Regions from separate parts of the Mus musculus genome. Here regions 1, 2 and 3 are each linked to region 4. A link is a contact called in public HiChIP or PLAC-seq and promoter capture Hi-C data. All regions are on one chromosome and are shown on one strand. Each heading gives the region's core, a stretch centred on a gene start, on an enhancer-like site or on the middle of the called end of the contact. The rest is flanking DNA. Distances are from core to core; before and after follow the strand shown. Region 1 has its middle 8.1 kb from the start of Gm11545. Region 2 holds the start of Dlx4os (distal-less homeobox 4, opposite strand). Region 3 holds the start of Dlx3 (distal-less homeobox 3). Region 4 holds the start of Col1a1 (collagen, type I, alpha 1).

What was found. Promoter capture Hi-C pulls out the DNA fragments that hold promoters and counts their contacts. HiChIP or PLAC-seq counts read pairs in DNA pulled down with a chosen protein or histone mark.
Region 1: a contact with region 4 is called in an H3K27ac HiChIP or PLAC-seq map of microglia, with 3 times the contacts expected there. The contact joins the enhancer-like site here to the promoter of Col1a1 in region 4. A contact is called at or near these places in 19 of 39 promoter capture datasets (the C10 cell line, the HPC-7 cell line, HPC-7-derived erythroid cells and 11 more), 3 of 115 datasets of contacts at active chromatin or transcription factors (embryonic forebrain, forebrain and microglia) and 3 of 9 other capture datasets (embryonic stem cells, liver and pancreatic islet).
Region 2: a contact with region 4 is called in a promoter capture Hi-C map of embryonic stem cells. The contact joins the promoter of Dlx4os here to the promoter of Col1a1 in region 4. A contact is called at or near these places in 1 of 39 promoter capture datasets (embryonic stem cells), 1 of 115 datasets of contacts at active chromatin or transcription factors (pancreatic cancer cells) and 3 of 9 other capture datasets (adipose tissue, embryonic stem cells and pancreatic islet).
Region 3: a contact with region 4 is called in a promoter capture Hi-C map of embryonic stem cells, with 17 read pairs. The contact joins the promoter of Dlx3 here to the promoter of Col1a1 in region 4. A contact is called at or near these places in 4 of 39 promoter capture datasets (embryonic stem cells and stem cell-derived epiblast-like cells), 3 of 484 Hi-C or Micro-C datasets (embryonic stem cells and pre-B cells), 1 of 115 datasets of contacts at active chromatin or transcription factors (pancreatic cancer cells) and 3 of 9 other capture datasets (adipose tissue, liver and pancreatic islet).

Annotation. Positions count from the first base shown.
Region 1 is chr11:94,751,735-94,754,434 of GRCm38.p6, reverse strand. No RefSeq gene overlaps it. Among named protein-coding and RNA genes, the nearest start is that of Gm11545, 8.1 kb to the left of the region's middle. Within about 2 kb of position 1,269, at least 37 of the 459 cell types and tissues checked have an H3K27ac peak or open chromatin away from gene starts, as enhancers often do. A contact at or near this core is called in the HPC-7 cell line, hematopoietic stem and progenitor cells, microglia and 1 more, where this site is marked.
Region 2 is chr11:95,143,671-95,146,370 of GRCm38.p6, reverse strand. It overlaps Dlx4os (distal-less homeobox 4, opposite strand), which reads right to left and starts at 1,318. Exons shown (of 3, transcript NR_040279.1): 1 at 1,097-1,318. Dlx4 (distal-less homeobox 4) reads left to right here and starts at 570. Exons shown (of 3, transcript NM_007867.4): 1 at 570-1,175. The coding sequence starts at 890.
Region 3 is chr11:95,118,670-95,121,369 of GRCm38.p6, reverse strand. It overlaps Dlx3 (distal-less homeobox 3), which reads right to left and starts at 1,253. Exons shown (of 3, transcript NM_010055.4): 1 at 724-1,253. The coding sequence starts at 1,048.
Region 4 is chr11:94,934,972-94,937,671 of GRCm38.p6, reverse strand. It overlaps Col1a1 (collagen, type I, alpha 1), which reads right to left and starts at 1,448. Exons shown (of 51, transcript NM_007742.4): 1 at 1,228-1,448. The coding sequence starts at 1,303.

The sequences.
Region 1 (2,700 bases), core at 20-2,519, 180 kb after region 4:
TTTTGTGTGCTTCAGCATTGCTTGAGGGTTTTTCCTTTCCCCCAACTTGATGCAAGTAGGACACCTCTGCCTGTGGAGAACAAGTCTTAAGATGAGGTCTCTCCCTTCCCGGCTCAGTCTTGCTTTTTTCCTCAACTTTAAGTGTCTCTGGCCAGAGCCTGCCTCAGGGGATTTCATCTTTCCCTGAGCTTGGACTCACTCCCCATCACTGGACCTACCTAGAGGGCTTTTCTCCATCATCCAGGCTCCAGTTTCCCCCTGTCTGAGACCTCTTTGATGCTGCAGAGAGAGGAGCCCCATCCCATTCTAAAATTGCCTTGCTTTGTGTTGTCCTGTGTGTTCATGCACTGTGTCCACTCTGCACCCAAGCTCCCTCGAAGGAGGGACCTGACACTGTCACAAGGAAGTTCAGAGTTGGGACTAGGTATGCCCAGTCCATGGTGGGTATCATACCTTGGTGATTGTCTTCTTGTGGACCACAGCAGCAGAGGGCAGCTCAGAAAAGAAGCCAGACTTGTTTTGTGGGGGAAATGGCTCTGGAGACACCTGTTACCATCTGTAATTTTGGTCCTCAGGTGAGAGGAGGGGATTGGTGGAAACAACATGGAAATAAAAGAAAGGTGGGACCCCACCCTTTATTAGAAGCAGACGGTCATGGATCAGAACATGAAGGGCAGCAGGTTCCCTGCAGGGGGCGAGACAGAGTGGATTAGTGCAAGAAGCTTGAGGGTTTCTTAGGGAAGAAAAGAAAGGGGACTTTTGTGGTAGAGAAGTATCATCCTCAGATCAGTTTCCTGCAGTCTCAGGGTTGTAAAATGCTAGAGAAGGTCTTTATCTAGTGTTGACTTTCTTCTCAGAAGCCCCTCCCCCCTTCATTGCCCCAGCTCTTATCACTGTTGATATTCTTGTCAGACAGGTGCTCAGATCCTTCCTCCTGCTGAGTCAGGAGTTTCTCGCTAGCCTGAGGCTCTATTAGGTCATTTCCCTTTCACTGCATGTGAACTTTCTTCATATTCTTCCTTCCTCCTTCCTTTCCTTAGTCAGTTCTCAGTGAGACCCTCCAAAAATACCAGACACTGTAGGGGAGCGGTGGCAGTTGGAGGGTAGGAAGTACCTCAGGCAGACATCATTCCTGTCCCCAAGAGAGACACACACAACCCAACATGGAGTGGGCTTCTAGTGCATGCTGAGTACTGAGACACAAAACCAAAAGAAGTGACCCTTGAGAGCTCCCCCAGGAGGGGGTGGGGCTGAGACTGCTTAGGGAAGGAGGCCAGGTCTGTTCTCTTTGAGGAAGTAACATTAAGCTAATTGTAGAAGAGAAGTAGAATGTCACATGCAAAGAGCAAGGGTCCCTGGGCAGTGTTTGCAAAGACCTGGAGGAGACTGGCCTCTGAACTCCAGAATCCTTATCAAAGGGAGTTCTTTCTCAGTTCTGAGCACCAGAGGTGTGACATGAAGATATTGGGCCAGGTTGCTCCTTTCAGAGGCTCTGGGAGTGGTGGCCAGCAATCCTTGGTGTCCCTGAACTGGGAACTGTTCTCAAACCTCTACCCTAGACTTTGCAAAATCTGTCTGATAAGGACATTCTTGCGGGGCGGTGGCAGCACACGCCTTTAATTCCAGCACTCAAGAGAGGCAGAGGCAGGAGGATTTTTGAGTTCGAGGCCAGCCTGGTCTACAGAGTGAGTTCCAGGACAGCCAGGGCTACACAGAGAAACCCTGTCTCGAAAAACCAAAAAAAAAAAAAAAAAAAGGACAGTCTTTCTGCACTGAGGACTCAACCCCAACCAGATCCTTACAGTAATTACTTAGTACTAGGACTGTGTTGTGTGGCAATTTCCTTCAAGTTAAACCTTAGCTTGGAAGCTCTTTAAGATAGAGAAATTTCTATGGAGAGAAGTAAACAACTGAAACAGACAAGATTCTTTGGTCTCTTCCTCCTTAAGCATACATAAATAGGACAACTGAAAGTTGCTTTCAGACAGCAAAGTTACCTAAAGAGGCTTAGTCTAGCAGCTGAGCTCTCTAACAGAGACACTCTAACCAGTTGAGCTGTACACATGATGTGCACTGGGCTACAGGTTTCTGGGCTCTGTAAGCTGTTACAATGTTGGGGTGGACTTTTGGTAATGCAGCTGTCTTTGAGACATTTCTCCTCCTATAAATCATCTCTCACCCATACCTCTGTAAGTAACCACAATAAAACTGACTGGCTCACCAAGTTGGTCTTTGATGGTGTCCTTATTTTGAGTCTCTGTCTGAGAAAAGTAGAAGTTTGTTCATGTATCCCCAAGAACAGTGTCACATAACCAATAACTTATCAGAAATAAGGTCTCATCCTCAGTTTCCAGGGAGCAATTTAGGGAGCTAAAGAAGTAAGAAAATGAGGCTGGAGAGATGGCTCAGTGGTTAAGAGCACTGATTGCTCTTCTAGAAGTCCTGAGTTCAATTTCAAGCAAACACATGGTGGTTCACAGCTATCTGTAATGAGATCCAATGCTCTCTATTGGTGTGTCTGAGACAGTGGCAACGTACTCCTGTAGATACAATAAATAAATAGTTGTGAAGAAGTAGAAGAGGGGGAGGTGATGCAGAGGAGGAGGAGGTGGAAGAGGCAGAGAGAGGACAAACACCCAGATATTCCTGAACAGGAAAAAAAAAAAAAAACTTTAGCTGCCTAGAGAGATGGCTCAGTGG
Region 2 (2,700 bases), core at 69-2,568, 210 kb before region 4:
ACAGGCGAATCCCAGACAGCAGATTCCCTCCAGCAGCCTCAAGGGCCTGCAGGAGCTGTGGTGTCGCAACTAAACCGGGGCCCCTGCCGGAAGCGGAAGCTTGCATTGGGGGTGGTGAGGCGCAGTGGCGGCGGTCGCGGCGTGCCAGGCTCTGGGCGCTCGGCGGGGGCGTGCGCGCCACGCGCGTGCGGGGCAGGCTGGGCGCCAGGCGGCACCCTCCAGGCCCCAGCGTCTGTTTACCAACAAACTGCCATCGCTCTGCAGCTACGCATTCCGACGCGCTGAATAAGCGGCCGGCGCTGGCTAGCTGCTTTTTCCACTCCCTCGCAGAGCCCTGGCAGCGTGGGGCCATGCAGACCCGCGCGACGCGCACACAGGTTCTGAGTCTCCAAAGCGTCTCTAGTTACCGCGCAGCTTCCCTCGTCCCCTAGCCATCCCAGGCCCAATTTCCTAGCACCTTGAACATCGTTACTGAGACTTCCTGACTCTACCGATTCCCCAGGAACTCGGAGTTGATGCAGGGATGTGGGGTCCGGAGCTCGCATCCCTCCCGTTTCCCGGTGCACGCTAACACGAGGGGTGGGGGGCGGGCTCAGCTTGAGGTCACCAAGGAATAGCCAATCCGGGGTGTCTAAGTGGGCGGGGGACCCCTGGGGTCCCGGGAACCGAACCCAGAGGAAAAGATGGGGAAGGGTAAAACCACGGGGTACCCCAAAAAACCCTTTCCCGGGTGCGAGTTCTCTGCCGGAAGAGGCTCAGAGAGACATTTTTCCAGGCATCTGAAGTGTAAGAGTGGCTTGCTGGAGCTGGAGACTTTGAAAGGAGCTGGCAGAAAGAGTAGACAGCGTGCGGGCCATGACCTAGGCCCTGTGGCCCGGCACCGGCCGCAATGACCTCTTTACCCTGTCCCCTTCCTGACCGTGGTGCCTCCAACGTTGTCTTCCCGGACCTCGCCCCCGCCCTGTCGGTAGTGGCTGCTTACCCGCTCGGACTATCCCCGGGAACCGCAGCTTCTCCCGATTTGTCCTACTCCCAGTCCTACGGCCACCCCCGGTCCTATTCCCACCCTGGGCCGGCAACCCCAGGAGACTCCTACCTGCCCCGCCAGCAACAATTGGTGGCGCCATCTCAGCCCTTTCACAGGCCGGCTGAACACCCGCAGGAGCTCGAAGCAGGTAAGTGTGACCGCGGCGGCTCTCCTCACCTCTGGGGTCTGGGTTGTCTTTGCATAAATTTCGCGTTCTTCTGCTTGCGCGCAACTAGAGGGATTCAAACGCTTCTCTCTCCGATACCCAGGAATCTGCGGTAGGGGGAGGGCGAAGGATGGGGGAGGAGCGGAGGCAAGTTGATCTAGGTCTCCTTTTTAAATTCGACCTGGTTTCGATTTGCAGTTTTGAAAAGCCAGGCGGGAGGGCTCCCTACCCCACCCCCTGGAGCAGTGGAGCTGTGTGAGTACCTGTGTAACGGAAATTTGCCCTAATCCAGATGGAGAGGTGGAGATCTAACCCCTTCCCTGTGATTCTCCTCATCCTTCACTCCGTTCCGACATCATCCCTTTTGAGTTCTGGTCTCAGAAACCAGTATATAAATCAAACACTACTAAACAGAAATCAGTTTCCAGTTGGAGATAGGTAGACAACTAGGCTGGGTTCCTTCTCCTTTCCTGGGCCCCACCCCCTTTTCCTGGAGGTGCCTATACCCTGCAGGATCTGGGTATAAGACCCCCACCAACTGTTGCTCAAATAATAAACTTACAGGCTGGTCTACCAGTCTCCAGCTCTTTCCCTGGCCTCCTCTGCCTTGTGCCTAAGACATCTTTACCATCTCCACCTTTAACTTTGGGATACATTAGACCCAGCTTCGGTTGCCTGCAGCAAATCTGAGCTCCACTGGAAGGCTTCGGTGAAGACAGGGGAGCAGCTGGCCTTCCTAGCTCCGACCTATGCACAGCCCAACTGACAGACCCTGGCTGGCAGTACGAGGATGCTCTCCATAGACCCACTGACTCCTTGAACATCAAAATGGTCCAATTGTTCTTGGCATAGTCCTCGAAGATGCGCAAGTCTGTGATGTGACTTCACATAATCAGCCCCAAACCAAGATGTTTCTCTCCTTTTCCCTGGTCATTCTGGCATAAATTCATGACACATACACCCCCAACCAAAACCACATTAGAATAGAGGCTCACATTCCTTGTTCTATGGTTGGAGAAACTGAGATAGAAGGAATGCATATAGATAGATCCAGGACACAACTTTTTTTTCCAGGCTCCTGGACCAGGGCAAGTTCACTTTCCTCAATGGACGGAGCCAGGAAAGGGGACTTTAGGAACTTCTCAGGACCCCAGAAAGTTAACAGCTTTCTGGAGCAGAGTGGGGGTGGGCCTGCTAGGTTGCTGGGTCTCCTTGGAGGAGGGACAGTCCGTCTGAGTGGCAGAGTTTTGCATACAGATCTACAAAGGAACCGCTTGGACTCTTCTTTTTAGATATACTAATATACACTGGGGAAGTAAAGGCAAGGGGGGTCCTGAGTTTGAGGACAAGTCGGGCAACCTGCTATCCGTCCTGTGTGTGCACATGAGGACAGACAGTGTGCATTTTGGGACTGGAGAGGAAGAACCTGTCCTTATTGGGAGACCTGTCTGGCAATAAGGTGGACCTGTCTTCCATATGCCTTCCCTAGCTTGGTCCAAGAACAATG
Region 3 (2,700 bases), core at 4-2,503, 180 kb before region 4:
TGTCCCCCCTCCTCCCCATCTCCTTTTAATACGCTTTCTAGTTCAGGATCATTTGTTTCAGGAAAAAATTTGCAAGGACAGTACAAGCGTTTTCTCTGTCTCTTTTCCCTTTCTCTCTGTTTTCTTTTTCTTCCTTCCCTCTTCTTTCCTCCTTTTTCTTTCTTTCCTCCCCGCCCTTTCTTCATTTCCTCTGTTGCTTTCTGCTGTGCGCTTTATCTTACCGCCCCCCCCACATTTCTTTCTCGCCGTCCCCACTTCTCTCTCCGCATCTCTACTTCCCAGTCTCTCCTCCATTTCTGGGACTTCTTTGGGTCTTTCTCCACAAGCCTTTCACTACTCCGGGTTTCCCCTGACGGCATCCAAAAGAAGGGCCCTGGAACCTCCAGTCCTCGCTGACTCCCCTCCAGCTCTCGGCGACCGTCTTTCGTCTCCGGCTCAAGTGCCAGCGGGATGGCAGCATTGAAGGCCCCCATGATCACTCAGAAGGAGCTCCCGGTGGCTCCAGCTGCCCTGGAATCTCCAAGAGACCGCGGCGCACAGTGCGCGCCTCTTCGGAGTGTCGTTCACCCCTCTGGAGGTCATCTAACCCGGTCTCCTCTAATCTCCAACGCTTCCATTTCTTAACCTCGAGTTTCCCTAGATTTCAGCTCCTATTCCCAGACTTCCTCTTGCTTGGGAACCTTAGAGTCCCTCGCACCCTCTCCACAACCCGGGCATCCTCACCTGGGTCCTGGGCAGGCAAAGGCTGCTCCCGGTACGCTCCGTACTGCCTATAGGATCCCCCGTAGGTATATTCCGACTTGGGCGAGTAAGCGCCGGTGCCTGCGAGCCCATTGAGATTGAACTGGTGGTGGTAGGTGTAGGGGTTCACCGTCTGGCCGTAGGGCTGGCCCGAGTAGTAGTCATGCTGAGGAGCGCTGTAATAGCCCAGGTCAGTGACTGTAGATTCGGGCAGGGTGGGCGAGTCCTTGGAGCCCGCATGGCAGCTGAGCGAGCTGGAGATGTCGGTGAGGATGCTGCTGAGCTTGCGATCGAAGGAGCCGCTCATGCTGGCGAGCGCCGCAACACCCCGGGCCTCCTCCGAGGAGCGCCGAACGGGCGGAGGAGCCCAGGTGGGGGTGTGTGTCCAGAGGGCGAGGGCAGGACGCGGTCGCGTCTGGGGGAGGGGGTGGCCGAGGGGCGCTTAGACCATCGCCGGCTGTCGGTCAGTCGCTGCGTGCCTCTCTCCGCGTCCCAAGCCACAGTCAAATGCTGCCAGCTCCGCCCGGCCAGCCGGTTATAGACTCAATGTTGGAGTCGCCGAGGGAGGCTCCTGCGCGCTGATTGGCTGCAAGTCTTGCCTTCGAGGCAAAACACGCTCGCGCTTTCTCACTGGCTCCCCCAACCCTCTCAACCCTCTTTGTTGTTACCCCTAATACACACACACACACACACACACACACACACACACACACACACACTCCCCCCAGCGCCACTGTGTTCCTCCTATGCTCTACCTCCGATAAATCCCCCAAATGTGCGGAGGGGTTGGCTGTGCGGAGCCCCCAGGATCTACTAATCGGTCTGTTTTAGTGGCCAGGGGTGGGCTTAGGTGAGATGAGGAAGGAGGGGAATTTACCCATTGGGTGTTTGTGGAAGGAGGTGGTCCTTAATGATGTATGTGTGGTCTATGCAAATGACAGACAGAAAGTGGCAAAGACCCAGGGTCCATGAAAATATTTTGATCACTTTTAAAATTGGAAAAAAAGGTTGGACTATATAAATATATTATATTTTTGTTTTGTTTTGTTTTGTTTTTTGTTGTTTTTTTTCGAGACAGGGTTTCTCCGTATGGCCCTGGCTTAATATGTTATCTTAATGACACTGCAGATGTGAAATATAAAATTTTAAATTCTGAAGGAAGAGTCTCACCAAGCAAGAACACCTTGGGCCTGCAAGTCCCTACTGGAGCAAGGCTGTATGGATTTAGGGGCTGCTTTAGAAGACAGAGGTACCCCCAGCTATATGTGTGCCCTTTCATGAATGGAAGAGCCACGAGGCAGTCAGTCCCTATGAGGCTGGCTTTCTGTGTTCTTCAGGAAGTCTGGAGGCAGGGTCCACTCAGTCTGGGACAGCTCTTAGGAGCACAGACTTTGTTAGGGGTGAAAGATCTATGTTACATCTTCCGCAAAATACACAAAATACAGTGTGTGCAAGAGTGCCCGTGAGAACCTGTGTGCATGAGAGTGTGTCTCTGTATGTAGTGTGAGGCAGTGGAAGTGTAGGGTCCTGAATGACCGACCTGTGAGCTGGGTATGCCCAAATGTGCATAGATACATGCTCAGATCCATCTATCTCCAATAGACAGGAGCCATGTACTTCACTCAATTTCTTCTGTCCATGGAGGCCCCAATGAAGATGTTTCTCACCTTGGAGCAATCTCCAACCCCCCTAGTCTTGTCTGGCTCTCAAAGTCCAGTTCCCGGGTAATATTTACTGTTCTGGGTGCCAATCTCATTTCTCTATTGCATCTCCACTTCTGCTCCCAAACCTATCCTTGGAGGAAGGAGGCTTCTCCCAATTTTAATTCTTATTTCCCCCTCCATCCCCAGGCCTTCCCTACACACCTCGAACCTTCTATTTCCCCTGCCTTTGCCTAGCCAGGACACAGTGCCAGCGCACCACCTCGTGGTTTTCCGGAGTTCTGCAACTTGCCTTAAG
Region 4 (2,700 bases), core at 199-2,698:
CAGTTCTCAGGAATTTAAACAAAGCTCTAGACTGGGGTTTCTTCCAAACAACTTCAGCCCACGCGCGCGGGAACCAAATGAAATAAAAAAGCCTGCTGAAGGAGAGTAGGAGGGCTCCTACGCAGTAGGTGGGGGCTCGTGGGACGTGGTTTGCGCGGAGACAGGAGGCGGGGGTGGGAGGAGAGAAGGGGAAATTCAGCCCTGGTCCCACCTCCTTTCCCGGGGCAGGTGGGGCGGAATGGGCGGGGCTACAATGTGGAGGGGCTGATTTCAGTGGAGCCCTGTCCAGTGTAGTAAAATGTATCCCTAAAGTTAGATACATCCCAATTTCCAGCTCCCAGGAATCTTGAAAACTTGCTAACTAGACAAGCCGGGTCCTTCAAAGCCAGTAGTGCTTTGGAATCTCCTTAGCCAAAGAAGTCAAGTCTACAAATAGTAATGATGAGTTAACCACGCCCACCGCTCCAGGACCTGATCAAGGCAACCACTAGGTGGCGGGCAAAACTAAGCAATGCAGGGGCGGACCGACTTTTACTCGGCCTGGGTCACTTCTTTCAAAGACCAGAGCTACCCCATCCATCCCTGCTTTTATTTTCCTAGTCTGGAGATGAGGGTCCGCAATAACCCAGGTTTTCCTTCTCAGCCTGTGCGCTGTAAAGTGCTGTACCAGGACTCGTAGTGCTCTCGGCTGGCCAGCAGGAGGCACAGGGACCGCGCCCAGTCAAGTCCTAGCCAAACTTTCTCATCCAGCAACCCGCCCTCTCCGTGCGTCCCCTCCCCCCCCCCCGAGAGCCCAGCACCCCGGAGGCCCCAGCAACACTGTCTAGCCTGCAGAGAGGGCAAACAATCTTTCCTTATGAATCATCCCGCAGCCTTTTTGATAGCTTTTACATCTTGAGCTCCGAATCTCTATTCCAGAGGCCTTATTTCATTTTCGACGTACTCTGCCCCAACCCGTGTCCAGATTCCCACTTTTCCTGTTGTGCTACAGATGGGTGCTTGAAATTTCTTCCTGGGCCATCTCATGCAAGGCTCCACTTCTGAGAACTGCTCCCCCTCATCTGCTCAACAGGGTGACCTCTCTCATCCCGTTTCCTCTCCATCACCGTCCCATCCCTGCCTCTGGAGCAGCCCTGCACCTCCATTTAAGTCTTATCTGCTAGGACCCCTCTATACAGAACGCAATACCAAGAAGCTGTAGTAAACTCCCCAGAGTTTGGAACTTACTGTCTTCTTGGCCATGCGTCAGGAGGGCAGTGGCCCCTAAGAGGAGCAGGAGCCGGAGGTCCACAAAGCTGAACATGTCTAGACCCTAGACATGTAGACTCTTTGCGGCTGGGGTGGGGGGTTAGCTTCGGCTCATGCGTGGCCTCACTCCGCGTGCCTCCTGCTCCGTCCCGAGGAGAAACTCCCGTCTGCTCCGACGACTGGCCTGGGCCCCTTTTATACCATCTTGATGGAGAGCTGGGAGGAACCCTGCCTCTCGGAGAGGGGGAGCCAGCAGCCCGGCCCCCAGCCAATCAGAACTGCCTGGCCCGGCCCCCAATTTGGAACGAAGAGGGGGGAGGAGGGAAAGGAAGGGAAAGGAGTCCACCCAGCGCCCCCCCTCCCGCAACTCTGCCGCCCTTGCCCCCCAGATCTACATGGGCCAGAGGTGCTGTCACTGGAGTGTGGCTGGGCCCTCAGTATACTGAGTGTGGGTAGAGAATACCCCTTGTACTTTCTTTCTGGGACTTCAAATCAGAAGGATGTAGAACTGAGAATCTGAGTTGGGAAACACTACAAAGGGATCAGTGTCAGGAATAATTGGGAAAAGGTCCTCCTGGCCATGCCTAGTAATCTTTCAGGCATCCTGGGGAAGAACTAAGGAATAAGTTAGATTAATCTGATTAGAACCTATCAGCTAAGCAGATGTGCCTGTTGGAGGGAGGGGATCACCTCATGGTGTGGACCCAGGAATGGAGGGTAGGAATATTTGTGAACAGTTATACATCTCTTCACAGATACTAAGAGTCAGATATGTGGTGGTTTGAAAGGAAGGGGGTGCCTATCTGTTCTGCCATGCCAGACACACCTTTCTAATAAATAACAGCTCTGAGGCTGAGGCTTGGGGAGACCTTTGACATCCTTGTCCTTCCAGAAGAATGCTTATGCATTAAGTGATGAGCAGCAGTGTGGGCAGGGGGCTTTCTGGGTCCTCAAAGCTGGGGCCTGGGGCATGTTGTATAAATTCTTCTCTGACCTCCTCCATCCCAGCACTGGGATGTGAGTTTGTTGCAGGAAGCCTGTGACCAGGGATGTTTTAGAAAAAGGTCTTGTGTCAGCTGTGGCCACAGCCAGAGATTTGTTAGAGGCCCTCTTATGTAGCAATATCAATGCAGAATGAACAGGTAGAAGGTACTTGGCCATAGAGGGGTGTTCTCAAAGCTACAGAGAGCCCTCTTTTCTAATTGTACTTGGATGTGGTCTGGGGACACCTAGGTGAACTCAGTGTGTGGCAGAAACTTGTGTTTGGTAGCTGAGGGACTTTATTTAATGGTTTCTTCCCATGTCCTCACTTCTTTGCTGAAAATCTTGGCCATTGCTCCCCACCTCTGCCGTCAGGAAAGGGTCATCTGTAGTCCCCCAAGAACAGCAGCTTATATTTAAAGTTGTCGCTAAAAGACAGTGTCCGTTCTTCCCCGGTGCTCCCTGCACCCT